6 separate regions of the Mus musculus genome follow, and regions 1, 2, 3, 4 and 6 are each linked to region 5. Evidence: chromatin contacts called from public HiChIP or PLAC-seq and promoter capture Hi-C data. All regions are on one chromosome and are shown on one strand. The core of a region is the stretch at or near the end of the contact, and the rest is flanking DNA. Distances in the headings are between cores, read along the strand shown. Region 1 overlaps Snx30 (sorting nexin family member 30). Region 2 holds the start of Snx30 (sorting nexin family member 30). Region 3 holds the start of Susd1 (sushi domain containing 1). Region 4 holds the start of Inip (INTS3 and NABP interacting protein). Region 5 holds the start of Zfp37 (zinc finger protein 37). Region 6 holds the start of E130308A19Rik (RIKEN cDNA E130308A19 gene).

Region 1 (3,625 bases), core at 185-2,684, 2.3 Mb after region 5:
AGGGACCTCCATGTGCTGTGCCCTCTGCCCAGAGTATATGTTCTAAGGCTGCTCCGAGACTCCACGGGCTGCTCTTTCCTGACCACTCCATGGCCCCGAGGACTTTTTTCCTTGCTCCTTCCCTTTGGCACACTTATTCCATCCTTACCTCTGGGAATCTATCACTAATGCTTCTCTGATGGACTTAGGATGCCTACAGGGTTCGGCAAAGTCTGCTGTTGCTCAGCGGGTTATTTGGTCCCTTGCATATGAAATGTGCAGAGAAACAACCTCAGATACAGGGAGACACCAAGGTCAGGCTACAATGGGAAGAGACAGATGCAAGTGTGGGAGTTTAGAGATGGTGGTTCATCCACAACAGGCATGCTGGAGACACTGGACCTCGTTGGTTTTAGACTCTCAAATACGAGCATGGAGGTAAACTGTAATTGAGTGTCTGCCACATGCTGGACGTTCTGGTAACTTGCATGTGCATTGTACTTTATCTTTGCAATTACCCTGCAAAGATGATTAGTACTTACAAACGAAGAAAGAGAGGCTGCGCAGGTGCCTCCCCTAACACACAGCCAGCCAGAAGAGGCCTTGACTTCACATGGGGAGGACATTCTACCTGTCGCCAACAGTGTATGACCCCTGTTCTCCTAAGCTGGTTGGGTGGGGACAATCCAGACTGATGATTCCATCAGTTAAATACTTAGTTTGGTACTCCAAGACTGGTCAGCTTGGGAGGAATTTTTAAACTTCTGTGAATGATGGTTTCAGTCATAAAATTCTCTCTATCACACTACCTGCCGTGACCCTCGGAGTCCTGAGTCCTGCAATCCTGACTAGACGTGAAGGGAGAAAGGAGAGACACACAGACACACACACAGCAAAGCTCGGATCAGGAGGGTGTGTGTTCATTGTGATTGAGGGCTCATACTGCCAGCAACATGGAACCTCAGTGAGTTTATTAGGAATAGCATAGGGGGAGGGGTTGCTAGTATCTGAAGATCTCCTGCTACAAACATCTAGGAGGAAGCAGCAGTTCTAGTCTTCGAACACCCTGATCAATTATTCACAAACACTCATACTCAAACCCTAAGGAAAGCTTTGCTGTCCCCCATGCCTGGCACATAGGATGAAATGCATCTATGGGTTGGAGGCTTCGGGGTCCTTGGAATGGGTCAACAATGCACATACACTCAGGACTTTGGCTCACTCAGGGCTCCTCTGATACCTACACCGCTTGGCAGGATGAAGAGTTAAATTTAATGAGCTGGCAACTGCTAAGCACAGAGCTAATCCAGTTCAGAAGTAGTAGGGACTCCAGAGAAAAGGTGTGGAAGAGTAGTGGGCGGCTTTCTCCCCCAGCTCCCTTTAGTAAACCAGGCCGAGTGCGGGCACATCTGCTCAGAGCAGCAGCCACAACCACCTAAGCCTCAAGACAGCAGGGGCCAAGGACTGTTCTGTGTGGATTGCCCTGGTGCAGTTTGTATTTTGATGCTAATTATGCTTCCACAAGAGGTGATCTCAGGTGAAACGTCTCCCCATTTTAACAGGCCAAACAAAGATTAGAGCCCGTGATTGAGCAGAGGAAGGAAAAGGTGGGGCTGGGAGTTTTAGAGAGGGTAAAGGAGGAGGGGGAGACAAGGAGATGGAGGAGAGAGAGGAGGACAAGGAAGAAGAGATGGAAGGAAGATGGAACAGAACCACGTGGTCTGGAGGAACCGCAAGTAGCAAGGGATTTCATGGCTGGGGAAGAGAGCAGTGTAGTGGTAGATCTGCCCAATCTAGGCGTGCAGCTTATAAACATTATGACTGAGTTGTGTGCTGTTTGTACTTATTTGGGCTTATTGGGATTGGAGATTTAGCTCAACAGTCCTAGGGCCACAATCTAGGAGAGAGGCCTATCTCTAGCATCGTCCTACAGGGTTCTGTTCTGTTCCCAACAGCTGAATTTCAAGGCCAAGCTATTTCAACTAAAACTGGGCCATTGCTTAACTGTAAGTTTAGGCTACAAAAGGACATCAGGACTTATTGCTAGAAATGACTCCAAATTAGATACATAAGGAATGGACCTTGATTTTAGGAGTTGGCTCTTTTATCCTCTCCTTGTGTGTGTGTGTGTGTGTGTGTGTGTTAATGGGAATGCTAACTCTGAGGTCCACAAAGAATGTTTTAAAGTTCAACATTAACAACAAGTATTAGTGTGGTCTGGGGAAATGACTCAGCAGTTCAGAGCACCTGACTGCTTCTAGAGGTCCTGAGTTCAGCTCATGGTGACTCACAACCATCTGTAATGGGACCTAATTCCTTCTTCTGGTGTGTCTGATGTTTGTCAGCTTCAACAGATGACTGGAGGGGCCCACAGCATAGTGAGAGTGAAGACACCTTTATGTAAAACCACAAGGTAACATGAAGTAACCCCAAAGGCTCCATTAACTGGGGGTGCCCACATGCTGGTATCACCGGGAAGCAGCTGCCCAGTCACAGAGCCACTTCCTCCAGCAGGAGGAGGCCTAGGAGAGTGGGTGTCTGAGCTTTGAAACTCAGCACAGTCTGCCAGGGAACTGGGGTAGCTCACATGAGGCAGGTTAGGGATGGGACGTGGGGGATCTGGAAGACACCGGTGGTAGTTTGTATATGCTTAGCTCAGGGAGTGGCACTATTTGGAGGTGTGGCCTTGTTGGAGTAGGTGTGTCACTGTGGATATGGGCTTTAAGACCCTCATCCTAGCTGCCTGGAAGCCAGTCTTCCCCTAGCAGCCTTCAGATGAAGTACAGAACTCTTAGCTCCTGCACCACGCCTGCCTGGACACTGCCATGTTCCCGCCTTGATGATAATGGACTGAACCTCTGAACTGGTAAGCCAGCCCCAATTACATGTTGTCCTTATAAGAGTTGCCCTGGTCGTGGTGTCTGCTCACAGCAGTAAATCCCTAAGTAAGGCAATGCCCGTGAAAGGCCGTAGCTCCTGGGAAGCACAGTGGCATGTGTTCACCTTCTCATAATACTGGATATTCTTGTCAGCCAAGCCCACGAGCAGCTGCCGGAAGTCGTGCCGCTTGTTGCTCTGCCACCTCTCCATATCAGCCTTCAGGTCAGCGTTGAAGCACTCCATCCTATCCTGGCACTTCTCCACATCTGCTGGCACCTGGAAGGAAGACATATCCTTGGCTCCAAAGTGTGACTGGGTTCTCCTCCTCCACAAACACTGTTCTCAATTAGAATGTCAGAGGCTCCCTGGAAAGCAGGCCCTGGAAGGGTTTGTAAAAGGCACTGTCCTGCCCCAAGAATCATCTGACCCAACCGAGCAGAGCAGACACATGGGGGAACCATTCCTTCGTGTCAGAGTAAGGCGGTGTGGAGCCCCTTTAGGATTTACTCAGCCATGCTGACAAACAGCCCTGGGCACAGTGTCGCCTTGTGTCAGAACTAGAGGAGAAGGGGTTCCTGTTCTGGTCACATGAGCTAGCCCAATACTTATGATGTCTGATAACACCTTACCTTATTTATCTGAGTGAATTGAATAAGGAGTTTACCAGCCAGGTCCTCTGAACTCCCCATCACACATAAACGGGGCACCATTCTGCACTCTGGGTGGCAGTTAACCACAGAGCTCAAGAACAAAGGAAAAAAAATCC
Region 2 (3,984 bases), core at 683-3,182, 2.4 Mb after region 5:
ATTAACCTTAGTTCCCATTCTACATCCATTCAAAATCAATGTCTCTGCTAATAATAAGAAAAAAATTATCATTCAGGCATTCAATGATCACTCTTTGAATGTCAAACATAAGGGAGGGTTTGCAAGCTGCCTATGTTTTCACATAATCTTAAAATCTATAAAAAGCAATGACCACAGAGGTACCAGTGTGAACGCAAGAACATATTTTGAGCTGTTCAATGTATCCATTTCATTAGTTTAGGCTTTATAAATCCCTATCACTTCCCGGTCATTCTGAGAGCTTAGGCCCAGCAAGTCACACTCTCCCATAGGAAATGTTACCTCCCACATGCCTTTCCCATCTAAGAGAAGAAGTAAAGTTAAGTCTCCCAATTCCACTCATTCCATTAATACTACGGAAAGGAAGAATTCATTTACTATTTTAATAGGAGGAAGAGACCCTGATCTCAAGTGCTAAGAACAATTGGAATGTCTGCAACTCGTGACTAAGTGGCAGCAGGAGCGCAGATACAATCGCTGCTCAAAATCCTGGTCACAGCTGAAATGGAGATGGGGGCGGGGAGGGGGGAGATGCAGTCTCTTCCTCCTCCCCACGGGACTTTGCTGTCTCTCAAAGCAGCAGGAGAGTATAGCAAAACGACCAAGAGCCTCCCTCTGCACAAAGAAGGTCAAAGGGCGAGCTTGCTTTCCGTCAACCACAAAACCAGCCACTGCCAAACCTAATCAATGTGGTTCGCTATAAGAGGTGAATGAAGCCCTAGACAGAAAACCAGAGACTCTCCTCTAGCCGCCGCTGAGGTCGGAGTCAGGTGACTCCTGGGGCAAACAGCAAACCTAAACAAAGATCACTCCCCACATGACCGACTGGGGAGAAGATGAGCAAGGCTGCTCAGACCCACCCCGGAAAACCATTAGCCATTAACTCTTGCTTTTTTTTTTTGCAGTCCGGGGAAACTGGAGGCGCCAACAAGTTATTCCTATTCTGCAGCTCCTCTTCAAGGAATGCACCTAGAGGGGTGAGGGACCTCATTCTCGGGACACAGAGGCGAAGTACCGCAGCACACGCCCCGGGTCCCCACATGCTTGCTGCAACCCGAACCCCTCCCCACCAGCTGTCACCCGCGCTCGGGGCCACTCTCAGCCAGGGAAAACACATGCCCTCTGGCCGCTTAGCCTGCAGCTGCGACCCCGCGGGGGCAGTGAGAGGACAGGCTTTGGCCAAGGGCTGTTGGGGCCAAAGCACGCCTAACCTCCGGGAAAGGGGCGCCAGGATGAGCGCGGCCCAGTGTCAGGGGTGGTCCTGGATCCATCCTCCTCCCGCTCCGCCCCAGGAGTCCCCAGCCCCAAGCGCCCCACCTTGTCACCGAAGCTGCGGGCCATCAGTAGGTCCGGGCTGGGCGTGCTGTCGCCTCCCACGGCCTCCTCGCTGCTGGAGCCGGCTAGCGGGTGCGGCATGTCGCGCAAGGACTGGGGCCCCGTGGACGGCAGGGCCTTGGGGGGCCCGCCCGCCATGGCGCGCAGCGCTCGGGACCCGGGCCGCCGCTTACTCCCGCAGCTCTCCGCCCCACTCGGCCCGAGGCCCTGCACTAGCTGGTGGTGGCAGCCTCCGCCCGATGCTTCTCCTGCCCGCGAGGCTGAGCTTTCCCGAGCGTTACACCACAGCTCCGTGGGCTAAGCCGCGCCAAACCCCAGCACCTCCGACCCTGCGCCCTGCTAGCAGCGCCACGCCGCCCACGGCTCTCAGCCCCGCCCCCGCGGAGCCTCTGCCCGCCGGGAGGGAGGGCGGGACGCAGGGTGGGGCGGAGCTTGAAGGAGGAGGCGGCCCGCCCCGCCCACCTCCCGGCAGGAAGTGCGCCCACTGGCAGCTTCGCTGGGGGCTCAGAAAGCATCAGTGTGAGTTAGGATCTTCCAGCCACACTGCACACGCAGAAAGAAATAAAAATGTGGAGCGTGTCTTAGTATCGTAAAGGGTTACGTGGCTCAGAGGAACTAGAGAACATCCAGTAGAAAAACTAGAAGGACATTTAAAGAGGCAGTGTGGTATGTCTTCAACTCCACACTGAAGTCCCCATACCGACTGGCTTCTGCAGCTAAGCGGGGTTTATGTAAGGCGAAACCTCAGAAGCATGAGCATCCGTAAATAGCGTGTGCTACAAATGATTTACGGTCCTGACGTGCACACTTAGCCAACCAGGTCTGCAAGAACCGTGAGGTCCTAGTTGTTTTTCACGCATTGATGGTTCCTATACTGGCCTCGGGCCGAACTGAATTCTCCAGAGCTTTTATTCGCTGCCATGGTGGAGATAGACTGGGCTTTACTTCCAGCTCTTTAAAGTATATCATTGTCCCCTTTTCCACTTACCTGTCACTGGCGCTTCAGTCTCGAAGGTCAAGTTAGAGGGTCATCTGCCCATCTAGCAAACACGTAAATACTGTGTGGGGCTCACTGTGAAGAAAGACATTTTTTCCAGTCCTTGAACTTCTTAGGTTTGTCCAGTTTTCCTGTTAAAAAATGGTGACAGGTTTTAACATTGGGATTCACAAAGGTCTCTCTCTATCTGTCACACTTTCTCTAAAAACAAAACATGTAGAATGCAGAATTGAAACCAACCCAAAATAACTACCAGAGTCTCATTTAACTTCAGTGGCCCCCTTCTGACGTAGTCCAAAGAGTTGAGCCCTTAGTACAGTATCCATTGTCTTTTATCTCCTCCAGAGCAGTCTGCCTTGGTTGGGAAAATAATATTGAAAGGGCACTAAACAGCAATTTTAAATGCTGTATCTGCCTCATGGGAGTGCTAGGGTCTGATCTCCTGAGTTGGGCAAAATTGTCACTTCATTTATATCTAGGAGCTGCCTAAAACTATTGCATACCCTATTATCTTCATTAAAGTAAACAATACAAATATAACTAGAAACGACTGATCTATAGATATCTGGCAGATCTTCTTCTTGAATATTGTTATTTATTTAAACAATTAGGCCACCTCAACATAATGGTGCTCTTAAGATTTCACAGAAGTAGGGCTGAAGAGATGGCTCAGTGGTTAAGAGTATTGACTACTCTTATAGAGGTTCTGAGTTCAATTCCCAGCAACCACATGGTGGCTCACAACCATCTGTGATGGGATCTGATGCCCTCTTCTGATGTGTCTGAAGACAGCGACAGTGTACAGTGTACTCATATAAATAAAATTTTTAAAACAACACTGCTTTTATACAGAACCTAGATTTGACAATGAGGTGAAGTGAAAGAACCAACTCCTCAAACGTTGTCCCTCTAACCCCTCACATGTGCACACAATAAAATAAAACTGTCTCCCAGCCTGCCAGGTAGGGAGAGGGACGCAGAGGGCCATCCATGAGACACTGTGGGACTCCCAGGCTTGAGGCCTTTGCTCAGTGTTAGGAGCTCCTCAAATGTTAACTCCCTTCCTTTGCCCTCAGGTTTTTCTCTCCTATTCTTATGAAACGACAACCACAGAATATCCTTAATTATATGATGCATTCCAAACTCCATGTCCTTAGTTTGAGTCAGAATGAAACTGTTTCATGTCTCCCCACAGAGGATGGGGAGGAAGAGGAGGAGAGAGGAGAAAGAAAGAAAGAAAGAAAGAAAGAAAGAAAGAAAGAAAGAAAGAAAGAAAGAAAGAAAGCAAGCGACAGAGAGAGAGAAGGAATGACGGAAGGAAGGAAGGAAGGAAGGAAGGAAGGAAGGAAGGAAGGAAGGAAGGAAGGAAGGAAGGACCAGGTTCCTAAAGGGAAAGTTTCTTTATTTACTTTCCTGGTCTGTCAGAGGCATCTGACCACAATGATCCAAGAAGAGGTAGTCATCAAAACTAAAGAAAGTGAACTATGGGAAATAATCTTGGTGGAAAGTTCCAGCGTTCATTTTCAGCTGAGGCCTGCCTGTCCGTCCACCATTTCCTGATTCATTTCAGTGCTCCTTACAGTGAAGAACAGTTTCTGAAATAACCCAAGTCC
Region 3 (4,133 bases), core at 766-3,265, 2.8 Mb after region 5:
TGGTAGATAAGCATGCTACACCCTCAACTCCTGGTTACTTTTGATCTTTATATTTAGTGGCCCTGGGTGAGCTGGCAACACAAAGAAGAGATGGTTGCTGGACACAGTGGAAGGCAGCAATGCCAAGAAGATGGTGCAGCAGCTAAAACATTCCAGAGCATGACAGCGCAGGATAGGGAGAAAGGCCATGGAGACAGAGTACTGTGAATAGCTGAAGAAAAAAAAAAAGTCTGTGTGTCTAAGCCACCAGAAGAGTTCCAAGGAGCTGTCAAAGTCTCTGGCCACTGGGCTGCAGGGCTGTAATGGCTCCTATAAGGAGCTGATGGTCCAAAAACCCAGAGCCCTTTCAGGAGTTGCAGTCCCAGTAGGAACTGCCTACTGCTCCCTCATACTGCTGTTGGAAGAAGAGGGTTGCAACAGTTGCAAAATGCTGGGGTTTGCTGGTGGTTAAAGTCCAGAGGAACAAGCCTCCAGCCTGAATGCCTAGTCATGTCTCTGGCTTGTAAAGCATGAAGCAATAGGCCCCTAGTTATCACCGTCCCTTAGTCCAGCCCACAGGCTCTCTAGACCTATGACCTAGAGGGCACCAAAGCCAGAAAAGCCTCTCTGCTTGTCTCAGAGTTTTTTGTTTGTTATTTTGAGACAGGCTCTCCCTACGTAGTTCTGGCTATCCTGGAACTTGTAGTGTAGATCAAGGTGCTTGGAACTCACATCCTTCTGCTTCTGCCTCCTGACTGCTGGGCTTAAAGGCATGCACTGCCATTGTGGTCTCAGGATTTCTTTCTATTCAGGTAAAGGACCCCAGACAGACAGACAGACAGACAGCTCTGATTGATAATATTGTCATCGGGGTTATTTAAGTTAACGTATACTCTTATAAAGCCACAAACAAACCTAGTCAGTAGGACATTCATAAAAGTACACTTTTGAATTGAATAATCCACGGAAAGTGGGTTAGATAGCATTTACTCCCATGCATGCTGAAAGAGACACCCAGTAATTTTCCTTCCCATGTCCAAGTCTTGGATAGTTGTTTTTTCATGCATCATGTTTTTTTTTAAAGTATATATACATATTTATTTTGCAGAAGGGCATGAGAAGTAGAGATAAAGGTTGTTTTAAAAATGTCTTGAACAGTGGATTTGTGCAATGACCTGTGAGGGTTCCTGGAGACTGGTTTTGCCCAAACACCTAGAGACATGTTCACACTTTCATGGTGCTCTACTACTTCCCAAAGCAGGCTTCTTTCTTTGTTGGACAGAAATAATCTTCAAGAAAACTTGTTACAAGAGACTAGGAAGTTTATTTTAACGGTTTCTTCCTAAGGCAGCCCAAGTTCAGCCCTTATATGGGTGTATTTGCCTGCCTTAGAGGTAGGGCTAGTTCACCGGTGAGAAAGCAAATGAGGGTACCTGCTGAAGTGGGGAGTGCCCCCTGCACTTGGGCGGGCCCCACAGACAAAACTGATCTTCCTTCCTCAGCCTCCCTCAACCCCAATTCCTAACTCACGTTAACCCTCTGCTCCCCAGTCTCCCACCACAGTCCACCCAAAGCATAGATCTAAGCGACATTCACAGTTTCTCCTTGATCTAATATTGTCCTTTCTCTAATATTGCACTAATCTTAAGACGTGGTGGACTCTGTCCCTGAACACTCCATTTCTGATTCTCTCCAAAATTCAGAGGATCACCTGCCCCTTCCCGGATCCCCTCACGCCCTGATGCTGACCCTACTCTCAGAGCAGAGTTCTTTAACTCTGCCATATATTTCTCTAACCTTTTGTCCCCACCTTAAAACGGTCCCTCGGTTTCTAGAATACACGGTTGTCCTGTCTTCCATGTCTTTCTCACCACGTGTCTCTCCCCGTTCGATTCCTAACGTGCCAAGGAGGGCGTCGTCCAGCAAGTAGCTGGAACTTTTGTTTTGTCACCTGTTCCAGCATGTGCACCCCGGGTGAACTGGCCCATGACTAGTTTCCTCTCCTTTCTTTCCCTCCGCGCGGGCGGCCACCACCTCCCAACTCTCTGACCCGTCCAGTCAGAGACCCTTTCCTGTGGCTACTGCACTTCTCTGGTCTCCACAAGTCACACTTGCACTGCGATGTTTCCCCCCTAGCACAGTCCGCTTTCTCCCCGTGGCTCAGCTCGCGCGCAGCCGGTGCACCAGGCGCACCTAGATCCGGGGACCTGGGACCCTGCTCCCCGCCGGGACCGGCGCAACCCGGCGCCGGAAGCCTCTGCGCCGCCCCTTCCTCGCGCCTCTGGCCTTATCTCCTTGCACAGGGGCCTCCGGGGAGTGGCGGGCGCCGGGAGGGAGCCAGCGGCATGGGCCGGGGTCCCCGGGGCACGCGCCGCTCTCCAGGATGCGGGTTGCAGCGGCTGCTGCGGCTCGTGCTGCTGCTCAGCCTAGCCCGCGGCGTCAGCGGAGAGCCTGGCACGGAAGGTGAGTGCAGGGTACTCGGCGCGCAGGACGCTTCGCGCTCCGGATCTGGAGGCGCAGAGTCGGGGCGTGGAAGGATCATGGAGGCGGAGCGGCGAGAAGCACGCCAGACTGCCCGCCCCGGGGACTGTGGGGTGTGTAGTGGAGGCGGCCCTGCTCCAACTCGCGTCTCCCGGAGTGGGTGGGGGTGGGGTGGGGACTGGACTCGGGTGGGGGTTTGGGGGACCGGTGCGCCGCGTGGAGGATGTGGGAGGGCGAGCCGCTGGTTCTACAGCTTCCAGTCTCCCTGGCTTTTGCAGGACAAATTCCTGACCTGTAGTGGCTCTCCCACCACCACCTGTCCCTTTCCTTATTTTTCACTTCCACGAAGAACTAAATGTTAAGAATGTAAAGAAGAATAAGGAAGTTTATAGGAAGAGTTTATCCTTTAGTTCATTCATCCATTCGTTTATTTAGTCTGTTTATCCATGCATTTGTGTATCCATCCATCCATCCATCCATCCATCCATCCATCCATCCATCCATCCATCCGTAGAAAGTCCTTTAATATCTTCCCTGGGTCAGATGTAACCGTGCAATGTTGGCGTTCTAGTGGTTCATAGTCCCAAGGAGAGAGGCAGGCAAATAGTCTGTGTTTTAGACAAATTGGGACCAGTGAGCGTGGTGGGATTTACCTGACACGGAGGATTCAAACAGGAAAATGAGGCGAAGTCTGCCCACATAATAGCAGAACGTGTCAAGTGCTCTGAGAAGGTGTACTGGTCAGAGGAGAGGACAACTGTGTTTTACTGGGCAGCCATTATGCATGAGACAAGCTGAGCGGTTCCTTGGATTTCGGAAAAGGGGAGGGGTGCCCCATTCCATAGTAAGAGGTCTTTAGAAATGTGTGTAAAAAGGAATCCAATGTGTGAGATAGGTAGAAAGATTGCCTGCCGTGAGTTCCAGGCCAGTCTGAGCTACATAGTGAGTTCCAGAGTAGTTTAATCTACAGTGTGAAACACTGTGATCAAACAAACAAAACGAAAAGCCCAACAGAGTAATGGATGGATTTCAGACTGGGGATAGCGTGGGAAAGCAGGACGCAGAATACAGAAGGGGCTAGAGATGAGAAAACAGACTGGATTTGGCAAGAGGGAGTCAGTCTCATCTTGACTGGCAGAGAGAGCATGGTGTTTGGGTTTAACTGTTCCTTCCTGGTGAGAAGCCACCAGGAGCCATTGTAGGACACTGAGGGAGTGATGGCAAACAGTACATACATACAAGGACACCCAGTCTCTCTCTGGCATCTCCTTAATAAAGCCAAGCACTGAGCTCCAGAGTGGTGGTGGTTCATGCTTAATCCTAGAATTTGGGACACGGAGGAGGGAGGCACCATGAGTTTGGGATTAGTCTGGACCATAGAGTGGGTTGTCTCAAAAACAAACATTTGCAAAACCAAACAGGCTCTAGAAGTGGAAAAGAAACGAGATGAGTGGGCTTAGTGGAGCAGATTCCTGCCCTCCCAAATTCTCTTATCCTGCTACTTTGTTGTTGTTTGGGTTTTTTCCTGAGACAAGGTTTCTCTGTGTAGCTCTGGCTTTCTTTGTAGACCAGGCTGACCTTGAACTCAGATATCTCCCTGCCTCTGCCTCCCCAGTGTAGGGATTATTGGTTGCCTAGTGAATTTTACCATTACTTTGGGTATTTGATGTCTC
Region 4 (3,947 bases), core at 143-2,642, 2.4 Mb after region 5:
CAAATCACAGGAAGGCATAAACTAATGTAGAGCAAGCACCTAGCACGTGGAAAACATGCAACAATTTTTTTTTTCTGTGAACTAAGTAAATCTTTGGTATTGAACTTACTGTTTCAGTCCTGGACTGTGCATTGTAAACATTAGCAAACATCAATTATTATTTTAGAAATAAGGTTTAAGTAGTCAATACTGACCTTAAACTTGCTATGTTCCTTGTTCAAGCTACATACCTTGGACAAAAGATCCTCTTCCCACTAAATTCCCAAGGCTGGATTAAGAAGTATACACTACCATGCCCAATTTTATGTGGTGTGAGGTATCAAATTCAGGGCCTCCTGTGTCCTAGACAAGGACTCTACCAATTTAGCTACATCTCCAACATCCCAAATATTAATTAAGAGCACAGGTGCAAGTTGTGGAGAGTGGTTGATAATCACAGAACAAATACACCTTAAAACATATTTATGTCTTTTGCATTTCTGTTTATTTGTTTGTTTGTTTGCAAATAGGGTTTCTCTGGGTAGCCCTGGCTGTCCTGGAACTCGCTTTGAAGGTTGGCCTTGAATTCATAGAGCTATGCCTGGCTCTGCCCCCCCCCCCCCCCCCCCACGCCACCACCGCCTGGCAAACGCTTTTACGTCTTAAGGTAAACGTCTGGATTTAGCGTGAGGCTATGCAGCATAGGGTAACTTCCAGTAGCATCTTGGTGTGGCGTTCACTCTTTTGTTTGTTTGCTTTTGAGTCGGGGGTTTCTCTGTGTAATCCTGACTGTCCTGGAGTTTGCTATGCAGACCTGGATGGCCTCAAACTTCGAGAGATCCGAGATCCGTCTCTGCCTCCAAGAGTGCTGGGATCAAAAGCATGCCTCACTGCTCTCAGCCGACACTTTCATTTTTAAAATTCAGATTATGCACACTAGTGAAAACTTGTACCTATTTAGTGCTCACCTTGTGTATAATTATTGACTCAGACGGTAAACAACAAAAATATTCCTGGGATGGTTGTTAAAACCTGAAAGTGTGCTCAACCTCCCTCTGAAGCTCTACTGAAGTGGATTAACATCAGGGTTAAATAAATCCTGACAGACAGACAGACAGACAGACAGACAGACAGACAGACAGACAGCTAATCTCCTGCAAACCTGAAGGGGAAAAAAAAAGAATCAATTTAGGTGCTAGGGACCCTGCTCTATTCCTGCCAATCAGCGTTTGGCTCCGCCCCCAATTGTACGGCCTGCATCTCCCGTGAGCCTCTTCGACTGTCATTCTTCGGAAGGGAAACCCTTTCCGGCCGAAGAAACGCTTAAACTACGAATCACTTGGGGTAGCGTCCGTTGCGTCCAGTCGATAGGCGGGACTTCCGCTTCCAGGGGGCCCGTCAGTCAGGAGGCGGAAGTTGGTGCCGGCGGGAAGGTTGTAGCGCGGTGCATTGCTGCACTCTCGCCGGGTTCTGCGTGGGCGCGCCCCCCTGCACGGCTGCGACCGGACAGCGAGCTTTCTCCAGGCTCCTCGCATTCCGGGTAAGTAAAAAGGACTGGTGACGCCAAGAGAAGGGTGGCCCGAACGCTGGCCACGGGGCAGCGGCCTCGCGCGGCATAGTGTGCGAGGGTTTCTCACTTCCCGTTGGGTTTCGCCCACCCCGCGCGCGGGCGGGGACTCCTGGGTCACCCTGACCCTTTCTCAGGGTGGCCTTGATAGCCTTCGGTACGAGCTCGGCTTCGCCCATGCCGTGCTCCAGCCCCAGCCGTGGGAGACGCGAGTCCTTTCCACCCGGCATCTGCTTAGAGCTCGTGTCTTCGCTCAACAATAGTTCTCTACTTCCGCAATCCCGTTCGCGCCTTGTTTTGTTTTGAGTCAGGGTCGGGCTGTGTAGCCCTGGTTGGCCGGGTACTCGGGGTTCTTCTGCCTCATCTTCCAGAGGGCTGGAATTACCGCTATGCGCGGTCACGTTTTTAAAGAGCACATTTGTTAAATTAGTTTTCCTTCCCCCGCCCCCTCCATCCCCAATCCCGTGTGATTACTTGAATGAAACTCAAGGGTCGAGGAGTTTGTCTTGTGATTCCGGCGTGGCCAAATGCAAAACTTTTATTTCTAAACTTAGAGATGAGCAGGCTTGGGGTTGGAGAGGTGGCTCAGCCGGTAAGAGCACTTGCCCAAGCATTAGGGTCTGTGTTGGAATCTCCCGGCATCCATGGCCGAAGACAGACACCTGCACCCCAGAGCTGAGGGAAGGCAGAGACGGAGGATCGGTGAGGGTGGCAGCCTAGCTCCGGGCTCAGTGAGAGACCCTGTTTTCAAGGGAAGAAGGTAGAGAGTGATAGCACAAGGCATCTGATGCCTTTTCCTGCCCTGCTCACACATGCACCACACACACAAAGGAACCAGGAGTCCAGGTTTCCTTACTAGTTTTGTGACTGTTGGCCTCCACGTACATAAAAATGCTCATTAAAAAACATTTTTGGGGACACATCTTACACAATATATGGCGCAGAGTAGATACTTGTTAGGTTGGTTGGTTCTTTCTTTCCTTCTTTCTTTCACCAGCACAGCAAATGCTGGAATTTGTTTTTTAAATGAACGGAGAGTGCTTTTTATAGAATTTTATTTTTCTTCCTAGCACTGATTATGTGGATACTTTACAAAAGGTTGATATATTTGGTAAATACATCTTGATGATGTAAATTAAAAGTTATGCTAAATGTTGGTATTAACAACTTAAGTCCTAGAAAAAAAAAATGTTCATTTAATGAAGTGCATGAGGAATTTGCAGAGCTAAATTTCTGATTTAAGTCTGTGTTTTTTACGTGTATCTTTCTTAAGAGACTAAGAAACCAAACTCAGCCTAGCTGTTCTTTTTTGAGTCTGTAATTTAAGGCCAGTGCATTTTATGTGTGCACAAAAATTTTTTTACAGATGATTGTAAAGTCCTGATCAGTGGCCACTGAATATAATTGACCCAGAATAGGAAGATGGCAGCAAATCCTTCAGGACAAGGTAATGCATGCTGGGACTTCTGTTATTACTAGGAACGTTCTCCCATACAGTAAATATATTTGAGGTAGAGAAAATTTAGTATAGAGCAGTTACTGCATCCAGAATTATGAATAGCAAAGTGGAATCTCCCAATTTAAAATCAGTTTAGCACTGTATTAGCAACATATTTTTTAACATTACTAATTCTTTACTTTAACCTGTCAAGATTAGTGATTCACATCGTAAACTTTTTTCCTTCTATTTACTTTTGTATAGCGTGCATCTGTGTATCTGCATGTTTGCATGTGTATGGGTGCATGTGTGTGTAGGGGTGGGCGTGCATGTGGAGACTAGAGGTTAACATCGAGGATCATCTTCCAGCACTTTGCACCTAATTCATTGAGGCAGGGTCTCTCAGTCAAATCCAGGGCTTGCCCATTGGCTACTCTCGCTAGCCAGCTTTCTCTACCGTTCCCCTCTCTGCCTTCCAAGGCTGAAATTATGCTACATATATGTGGGTTCTCGGGATCTAAACCCTGGTCCTCATGATTTTTGGGAACAAGTGCTTAACCACTGAACCACCTCCCCAGCCCACATCATAAACTGTATCCTCTGGCATCTGTTTTCTTGCTTTTAAAACCGTTGTCAGATAATAACCATGCCTTTATCTTCATTGCTATAAAAGTTTCAGTCATTTCACCTGTTACGTTTTTAATCAAATCAGGTTAGGTACAAGTTGCTGTTAAGGAAATTTTTAAAAAATGTTTTGTTGAAATAAAAATGTATTCACGTGTTTTTAGCTTTCTGAGGGCTATGTCTTGGACTTGTGTCAACCTCTTAATTGCTTAGGCTTACAAGTATGGCCAGATTCTTTTTTTTTTTTTTTTTTTTTTTTTTTTTGAGACAAGGTATGTAGTCTTGGCTGCCTGGAACACACTATGTAGACTAGGCTGGCCTCCAACATAGAGCTCTGCC
Region 5 (3,895 bases), core at 228-2,727:
CTATGTATACAAACTCTAAGTTCCTTGCTTTTTTGCTTCTGCAGTTCTGTTTCTGGCTAACTGTTCTTGTTAGCTGAAATATGTCAACCCAGAACATGTTTTTTTGTACTTAAAAGCACATCCCGAGGAAGGCTCAGTGTTACACTGGGATCCCAAACACCCAGGGAAGTCACTGGCTAGCTTTTCTGTTGGCTTGAACCCATGTCTGAGCAGTCTTCTCTGGTGGATACCCCATTACCAGAGGCTCAAGAACTGGAGGTGAAACTAAGGGAGACAAGCAGACGGGGTGGGGGTGGGGGCGGGGGCGGGGGCGGCATGCAAAACAGGTTTGTTTGTTTTTAATTTGGGCTTTGGGCTTTAGCTCAGTACAGAGTAGTTAGTTGCCTAGTAAGCACAAGGCCCTAGGTTCTGTTTTCAGAAGGGGACTTCAGGAAAAACAGCAACAGCTTAAAATGTTAGTGCCTGTGAGAAGGCTCGGAGTGTAAATAGCAACCATTGTGGTAGGTAAGTCTGGAGAACGGAGTGAAGTCCCTGGATCCCCATAAAGAGAGAACTAACTCTTATATTTATACTCTGGCCCCCACAAATCAGTTCTGTTCTTTCTCCCGCTGTACATTGAATAAAGCTATAAAAACCCTTATTTTATTTTGCCCTTTTGAGACAAGTGCTTTGGATAGCTCACGCTAACCTCAAGTTCACTCTATATAACAAGGCTAGTCTTGAAAACACTGCCCCTGCTTCCTGCGTAATGGGATTGCAGGCAGTCTCCTCACTGGATCCATTTTCCAATAGGGGTGTTGAGTCAATCAATGAGAAACCACGCATTTGCAGTAATCTCACCATCTCTGCCCTACTGCGAATCCAAACTGAGGAGGGGGATGAAGGTTGTGTAGTCCTGTTCTTCATCCTGCACATGGATTGTACATATTTACATATCAAAAATTCTACATAAAAACTGTTGAGTAAACGCAATGAGCTTGTTAAGTAGTGCACTGAGAAGTCATTTTAACAGCTGTGCAGTTCTGAGGAAATGTCTTCACCAGTGCTGGGCTCTCACCAGGAGTGCCGTGTTCGCTGTCGGCCTCTTCCCTCCCCTCTCCATTATAACAGTAATCCAAAGAATTTTTGCTATGTCTTAGCGATAAATGTCTTCTCTCTGTAAGTCAACGTTACTAGTCTAGACCAGCTTTTCTGGTTTCTTTCTCTTTCTGGATTCCTCATCCTGCTTCCCGGGTTTCCCCGGCAACCGCAACTGGAAAACCCTTTGGAAAAGTAATTCCGAATTCTGTAACAGAACCCCCGAGGCGAGGCCTCCCCGCGCCTCCCGAATTTAGGTCTGGGGTGCGTGTCCCGCGCAGCAGCTCCTCTGAGCACTTCCTGCCTGGGACACGTCGCAGCTCCGGGAACCAGGACTCACGAATCGCCAGCCCTGCCGGCACAGTGATCCCAGAGGCGCCCGCGCCTCCGTTGTACGGCGGGGTCCATGCCAAGATGGCCGCGCCCACAAGCAATCTCCGCAGGTCTCCGCCATCGAAGCCCCCGGACCCTCTGAAGCGGTGCCCGGGGTGGCCGCCATATCGGCCTCTGACTCCATCGAGGACCTGACAAAGCCAGAGGCGCTGGATCGGAGGAGTGCGGACAAAGCCAGGCGTCCGGAGGAGATGGCTACATCCGAGCCTGCGGAAAGCGATGCGGTGAGGGCGGTAAGGGCTTGGGGTTGGTTTGGTTGTCGGTGATTGGAGGGTGACTGGAGTCCTAGTGGACGAGATTTGAGAATCTGTGGCGTTGTTGTTGAATAGTCTTTTGGGAAGGCCGGTGTTCTAAGGGACCAAGGTATTGGGGTATTATGGGCATATGGAGTATTAAGTGCCCGTGATATTGGGGGCATATGGAGTTGGGGATTGCTGTAACTTTCGGAAATCAGTATTTTGACGGATCTGTCTAGGTAAGTGATGCTTGGGAGCGGGGAGGCATCTGTAATAGTCACAGTGACTGAGTCTGGGTCTGGAAAGCTAGCAAGATCTGAAATGAGGGCTTTGTGATGTATTACAGACGGGAAGCCCTACAAGGATTAGAATTTGAACTGCTTGGGAGCTGGTGTTTTAGGTAACTGGGGATTACAGGCTGCACTGTGGGAGGGGCAGTATTGAGATTTGGAGAACTGGTTCATTTGGAATATGTGGGGATTAGAATTTGAGCCCTTGGGGTCAGTAATGGTGGCATTTCTGGAAGTCTAATAAGCAATGTCTTTAAGAGTCCTCGTTTTGTGTGCTATGACTGGCAGTGAGGGGGGAACCTGGAGGCTAATGAGCAGATGACAGTTGGTGGAATACAAGAAGTCTTATATTGAAGTGCCTATTTGGATGGCAGATTGTCATCTAGGGAGAAAGGGTATCAGTAGTCCTAACTGTCCCTTTAGTGATGGGGTTCTTGGTAGGAATTAATAATAATTATTATGATTCTGTGACTAGGACTCTGAGGCCAAGGCTTTGTGAGTTTTCAGGGTTTTATGATAGAAGGTTCTGTAAGGTCACTGGAGTTGAGTGGAGGTTAGTGACTGTTCTGTGAAGAATGGTAATTGGGAACTTCTATGTAGAGGAGGTTTAGGAAGGTTAGTGACTGAGGGATATTTGAGTGTCAATGGTTAGAAAATTGTAAAACAGAGTATAAGATGAACACCTATTTTATGCCAGAGAATTTTAAGTAGCAACATATAGGGCCAGTCTCTTTTTAAAAATAATTTATTTAATTTTATCGTATGTGCATTGGTGTGATGGTGTCGGATCCCTTGAAACTGGGGTTACAGACTGCCATGTGGGTGGGAATTGAACCCAGGTCCTCTGGAAGAGCAGCCAGTGCTCTTAACAACTGAGACATCTCTTCACCCAACTTCGCTCTCTCTCTCTCCTCTCTCTCTCTCCTCTCTTTCTCTCTCTCTCCCCTCCCCCTTCCCCACCTCCGAGTCTGCCTTTTAAATTTGAGAAACAGAAAAGAGACAATAAAATGTAAATATCCGTGTAAGTAAGATAATTCCAGGCAAAGGTAACTGCTATGAAGAAAGTAACAGAGGATGATGTGGTAGAGAGTAAAGCTTGGAAGTGTTTGTTTCTCAAGTTAATCTTTAAAGCAGGGGCTGGTTAAGAGCACTGACTGCTCTTCCAGAGGTCCTGAGTTCAATTCCCAGCAACCACATGGTAGCTCACAACTATCTGTAATGGGATCTGATGCCGTCTTCTGGTGTGTCTGAAGAGAGCAACAGTGTACTCATATACATAAAATAAATCAATCTTTAAACAAAACAAAACAAAACAGAAATGTAAATAAAATTTAAAAATAATCTTTAAAGAAATGGCAGTTGATTTGAACACAATGATAGGCTGTGGTTAATGCAGAGATCCAAAAATATTCAAAGAAGAATGTCAATTGCTAAAGCCTTAAGATAGACATTAGCTTCCTGTTATAGTAAAAGAAAAAAAATTGTGGCTGGAACACGCACAGAGGAAGTAGAAAAATAGGATATCAGTGGTAGAAGCTTCTAGATCATGTAAGATCATATTGGCTATGTTAGATGTATAAACCACTGGGGTTAAGCAAGGAAGTGATTTGATCTGATTGATACATCAAAAAGATCATCACTGGTTACTCTATGGAAGATGAACTACAGGTCAAGTAGGTGCCAGAGGTCAGAAGTTTACTGTAATGGTCAAAGACAAGAGATTATAGTGACAATTTGGAGTTATACTGGAAAAATTAAATCACATTGAGAGTACATCTGAATGTGAACATGGTGAATTAATATAGATAATGAGATTGAGATTAGCTTTTGGGCTTCAGGAAATGGAGTGTAGGATTTTTGTATATGCAAGTAGCTGGTTCTGATAGAACCCAGCCCCCC
Region 6 (3,794 bases), core at 267-2,766, 2.6 Mb after region 5:
ACAAAAATAAAGTTTCTAAAAGTGAGGAACAAACAGATTAACATAGTGCATAACCCAATACCTACATAGAAACGTGAGTCTGTGAAATGAATTTTATGAATGCTTAATGTACTTCATTTATTATTTGATCATTTATGAACACATAGCAACTGTTCACGAAGTAAGCCAGCTAATCAAATAAGAAAAAACAGAGCTACTACCTTCCACCTTTCAAAACACTATATCTAACGTACAACAACCCTACCCTTGGTTTGTACGCATGTAAGGAATAAATGTATCATGTAAAATAAGGAAATACCGCTGGGAAAAATCACTTCTAACATCACGTTCTCTTCATATGCTATGAAAAAAAAAAAAATCTCCTATCTTAAAACGGAAAACAAAGGTTTTAGCCTGCATGGAAAGACTATCATTGTTTTACTCTCTAATGCAAGCCCTACCATAAAAGCTGTCACTACATGACACTCCAATTAACTGTTTAGTAGGTAGACTACTCTATCGGTGATAATCCTAAGGACCACAAGAAAAAACTTTACTCCACAACTTCAAAACAATTTCTTTAAAAATATTAAAAAAAAAAAAAATCAGCCATGTTCGATTTTCTCCATTTAAGTCACTGCCTGACCTTTAACATTTTAAATTAAAGTCAGCCGTAAGAAAACCACAAACATTTTTTGTTTGTCTGTTTGTTTGTTTGTTTGTTTCATCTGATGTGTTTGTTGCTGGTCAGCTCAACCTCCTCTCTCCAGGACACTAGGTTTCTTGATCTATTTGATAACAAACCCAAATCACTGTGCGCAGCCTCAGATTGGGGGGAGCTTTTGGGAGAAAGCCCTCCTCCGTTAGAAACAATAAATAAGGGAGCAAAGCGCCGCACGTTCCTTTACACGCCCCACACGCACCTCCCGGTACCTCCGGACAACCAAGCTAGTCCGGCAGAGCCCCGAGGTGTCTCAGACTCTGCAACTAGCTAGGCAGACCGTTCCTCCTCCGTCCCGCCCTCCTGCCCAGCTCGGGGGACGCCGGCGCACCGACAGTCCCCGCCAAGACGCCGCCGGCCGCGAACCGGTGCGCGCCCCGCTCTGCGCCCGCAGACCCCTCCGCCCCTAGCGCCCTCCCGCCTCGCTGGCCCGGAGCAGACAAAAGGAAGGTTCTGAGGGTCACGGCGCGGCCGCCCACACACAAAGAGGCCCCGCGCCCGCGTGCTCCCCAGCCCCGCGCGGGCTCTCACCCACCTGCAGGTGTCTGTGCGTCTGTCCATAGGAACGCGGGCGGTGGGGCCTGCGGGAGCCCGGCGGCCCGAGCTGGACGGGGAGGGACGGCGGGACGGAGGGCGGCAGCACCACAGCCGGAGGCCCCGGGGCCGGAGTCGGTGAACCGGGAAGGGCGCCCCACGGGCTGCGCGGCGGGTGACGGCGGTGGTGCGATGAGAGGGGGGGGCGCAGGCGCCAGCCTGGCTCGGCCACCGGCGCGCGCCGCTCCGTGCGCCCCGGGCTCCGCGCGCCCGGCTTGGAGCGCGGGGGCGGGGCCGCGCGGGGCGGGGCCGGAGAGGGGCGGGGCGGGGGCTCGGACCCCAGCTTCAGCCGGCACCGGAAGCGCTCCTCAGGCGGCGGGACCTACAGGAAGTGTGTAGCGACGCCCGCGGAAGGCGCTCGACCCGCGGCGCTCGCTGCCCTGAGGGGGCGCGGGCCAAGCTCCTGTCAGCGACGCGAGCAGCCCGGAGCCGGCCGAGCTCGGCCCCCGTCGCTCCGACAGGTACAGAACCCACGCACGGTCTGTGCCACTTTCCACGCGTGTCCGCTGTCCTGGCCTCCGCGCACTTCAGCCTAAACACTTGAAGTAAGCAGAGCTTGATCGCGTTAGAGGTGTGTGACACCTCAGACAGAGTTGTGCCGGGTGGCCTGGGACCCGCAGTGTACTTACTCCATAGTGTCCTAATGTCCCACCGCATCGCATCCACACACACATCTAATAAACTGGAGTTCCCAGGGAAAAAAATAAAGAATAGTGCAAGGTGTTAAAGATTCTACACGCCTTAATAATTTATTTATTGCCTACCCATCAAACTTAATACCCTCATGACCTTAGGAAACTCTTTAATATGTCTTTTTTAGCAGTGGCTAAAAAAGTGGTTAAGAGCACTGGCTGCTCTTCCAGAACACCAAGTTGATTCCCGGCAGTATCTCACAACAGTCTGGAGTTCAGTCCCCGCGGTACGACAGAGCGGTGCAGACGTACATGCTGGCAAAACGACCACTAATAATAATAGTAGTAGTAATAGTAAAAAGAAGGAAGAAATGTATTGTCAGCTGACCTCTAGCTTCCACTGATTCAAAAGCTACAAATCTCATCAGTACCTGAAACTTGTAAATTTGGCCCACTTTGCTGTAATCCACCAACCTGCAGGCCTTGCCATTTGGTAATTGCCTTGATTTTATGACTTCCTTTTTTCTGTAAATAATAATAATAATAATAATAAAAGCTAATGTAACTACTTCCACAGTGGAGCATGTCTTCCAGGGTAATCTGAATCCATGTTGCTGGCCATCATTTGTATTTGGCTCAAGAGTAGACTCACTGAGCTCAGAGCTGTACTTTGGCATCTACACATTCATCCCACCCCAGGAGTGGGGCCGTTGTAACAGCTAAAACTCTCAGAGGTGCTCTGATACACAAGGCACTAAAAGCTACCTACACAGCATGGCACCACTGAGACAAGGCTGTGTGTTTAAAAACCCCTTTCATAGCACCTCCCAGATATGTCTGTGCCAAGCACTTAGTAAGTTGTTAATTCAGTTAGTCCTAGGAACGCTACAAAACTGGTGCTACTAACATTACTATTCTATAGAAAATTTGATACAAAATGTAATTTTTTTTATGTGTGTGGGGGTTGTTCTGCTTGCATGGATATCTCTGTGCCAGAGATGCCCTCGGTGCCTTCCCAGGCCAGTAGAGGGTGTCAAATGTCCTGGAACTGTAATTCCAGATGGGTGTGAGCTCCCTCCCGGGTGTTGGGAATCAAACCCAGGTCCTCTGGAAGAGCAACTACTGAGCCATCTCTCCAGCCTCACATTTTCAGGTACCTACTGAGAAGTGATATTGCAGTTCATAAGATGGTTGTAGTTTTAGTTTTCAGAAACTGAGGCTTAGAGAAACTAAGAAATCTTGAGAACATAGTTTGTTATTGGAGCTCAGAGTCATCCACTGCTTCCAGGCTCCCTTTTCTCCTCACAGCACTGAGCCCTTTCCAAACCATGTCTAATGGTAGAAAGTCAGACTTAGAAATAACCTGATTAGCCTTAGGTACTATCCACATCTTGGTCTTACCCCTCCTGTGATAAGAAATCTCAATCATTCCTAGGTGAGAAATGAGAATGTGACAGATTGTAAATATAATTAGGCAGTGGTGACACACTTTTAACCCGGGCACTTGAGAGGCAGAGGCTAGCTACTGAGTTCCAGGATACCCAGGGCTACACAGAGAAACCCTGTTTCAAAAAAAACATTAAAAAATAAAAAGATTTAATATATTTAACATAACTATATACTAAAAGTGATTAAGAAACTAAATTTTATATTCTACTTTTGCCACAATTAACTGTATGTATTTGCTATTAAAAATGGTCATTCTATATACCAGTTTGTCGAACTTGTAGATTCCTTATCTGCAAAACAAGCAACAAGAAACCAAGCAATGAAAAGAAACTGCTACTGAAAACATTGTAAAACAGATATCTTTAGCTGTCTCATGGTGCTGGATAGTTTTATGTCAACTTCACACAAGCTGGGGTTGT

The links. Promoter capture Hi-C pulls out the DNA fragments that hold promoters and counts their contacts. HiChIP or PLAC-seq counts read pairs in DNA pulled down with a chosen protein or histone mark.
Region 1: a contact with region 5 is called in an H3K27ac HiChIP or PLAC-seq map of embryonic stem cells, with 9 times the contacts expected there. The contact joins the enhancer-like site here to the promoter of Zfp37 in region 5. A contact is called at or near these places in 7 of 39 promoter capture datasets (the 3T3-L1 cell line, cranial neural crest, embryonic stem cells and 4 more) and 4 of 115 datasets of contacts at active chromatin or transcription factors (differentiating embryonic stem cells, embryonic stem cells and stem cell-derived neural progenitor cells).
Region 2: a promoter capture Hi-C map of embryonic stem cells shows a contact between it and region 5, with 6 times the contacts expected there. The contact joins the promoter of Snx30 here to the promoter of Zfp37 in region 5. A contact is called at or near these places in 3 of 39 promoter capture datasets (cranial neural crest, embryonic stem cells and hippocampal neurons), 4 of 115 datasets of contacts at active chromatin or transcription factors (astrocytes, differentiating embryonic stem cells and embryonic stem cells) and 1 of 9 other capture datasets (embryonic stem cells).
Region 3: an H3K27ac HiChIP or PLAC-seq map of embryonic stem cells shows a contact between it and region 5, with 13 times the contacts expected there. The contact joins the promoter of Susd1 here to the promoter of Zfp37 in region 5. A contact is called at or near these places in 1 of 39 promoter capture datasets (embryonic stem cells) and 1 of 115 datasets of contacts at active chromatin or transcription factors (embryonic stem cells).
Region 4: an H3K4me3 HiChIP or PLAC-seq map of stem cell-derived neural progenitor cells shows a contact between it and region 5, with 9 times the contacts expected there. The contact joins the promoter of Inip here to the promoter of Zfp37 in region 5. A contact is called at or near these places in 3 of 39 promoter capture datasets (cranial neural crest, embryonic stem cells and liver) and 7 of 115 datasets of contacts at active chromatin or transcription factors (astrocytes, embryonic stem cells, stem cell-derived neural progenitor cells and 1 more).
Region 6: a contact with region 5 is called in an H3K27ac HiChIP or PLAC-seq map of embryonic stem cells, with 6 times the contacts expected there. The contact joins the promoter of E130308A19Rik here to the promoter of Zfp37 in region 5. A contact is called at or near these places in 1 of 39 promoter capture datasets (cranial neural crest) and 2 of 115 datasets of contacts at active chromatin or transcription factors (both in embryonic stem cells).

The regions. Positions count from the first base shown.
Region 1 is chr4:59,894,035-59,897,659 of GRCm38.p6, reverse strand. It overlaps Snx30 (sorting nexin family member 30), which reads right to left. Exons shown (of 9, transcript NM_172468.2): 8 at 2,983-3,135. Among named protein-coding and RNA genes, the nearest start is that of Slc46a2, 19 kb to the left of the region's middle. Within about 2 kb of position 1,434, at least 81 of the 459 cell types and tissues checked have an H3K27ac peak or open chromatin away from gene starts, as enhancers often do. A contact at or near this core is called in differentiating embryonic stem cells and embryonic stem cells, where this site is marked.
Region 2 is chr4:59,803,598-59,807,581 of GRCm38.p6, reverse strand. It overlaps Snx30 (sorting nexin family member 30), which reads right to left and starts at 1,932. Exons shown (of 9, transcript NM_172468.2): 1 at 1,357-1,932. The coding sequence starts at 1,512.
Region 3 is chr4:59,436,515-59,440,647 of GRCm38.p6, reverse strand. It overlaps Susd1 (sushi domain containing 1), which reads left to right and starts at 2,015. Exons shown (of 17, transcript NM_001163288.2): 1 at 2,015-2,442. The coding sequence starts at 2,325.
Region 4 is chr4:59,781,300-59,785,246 of GRCm38.p6, reverse strand. Inip (INTS3 and NABP interacting protein) reads left to right here and starts at 1,392. Exons shown (of 5, transcript NM_001013577.1): 1 at 1,392-1,519; 2 at 2,913-2,993. The coding sequence starts at 2,969.
Region 5 is chr4:62,206,128-62,210,022 of GRCm38.p6, reverse strand. It overlaps Zfp37 (zinc finger protein 37), which reads left to right and starts at 1,477. Exons shown (of 4, transcript NM_001290351.1): 1 at 1,477-1,694. The coding sequence starts at 1,662. Gm30451 (a long non-coding RNA gene) reads right to left here and starts at 1,099. Exons shown (of 2, transcript XR_390634.1): 1 at 1,058-1,099; 2 at 621-907.
Region 6 is chr4:59,623,933-59,627,726 of GRCm38.p6, reverse strand. It overlaps E130308A19Rik (RIKEN cDNA E130308A19 gene), which reads right to left and starts at 1,516. Exons shown (of 4, transcript NM_001015681.2): 1 at 1,236-1,516.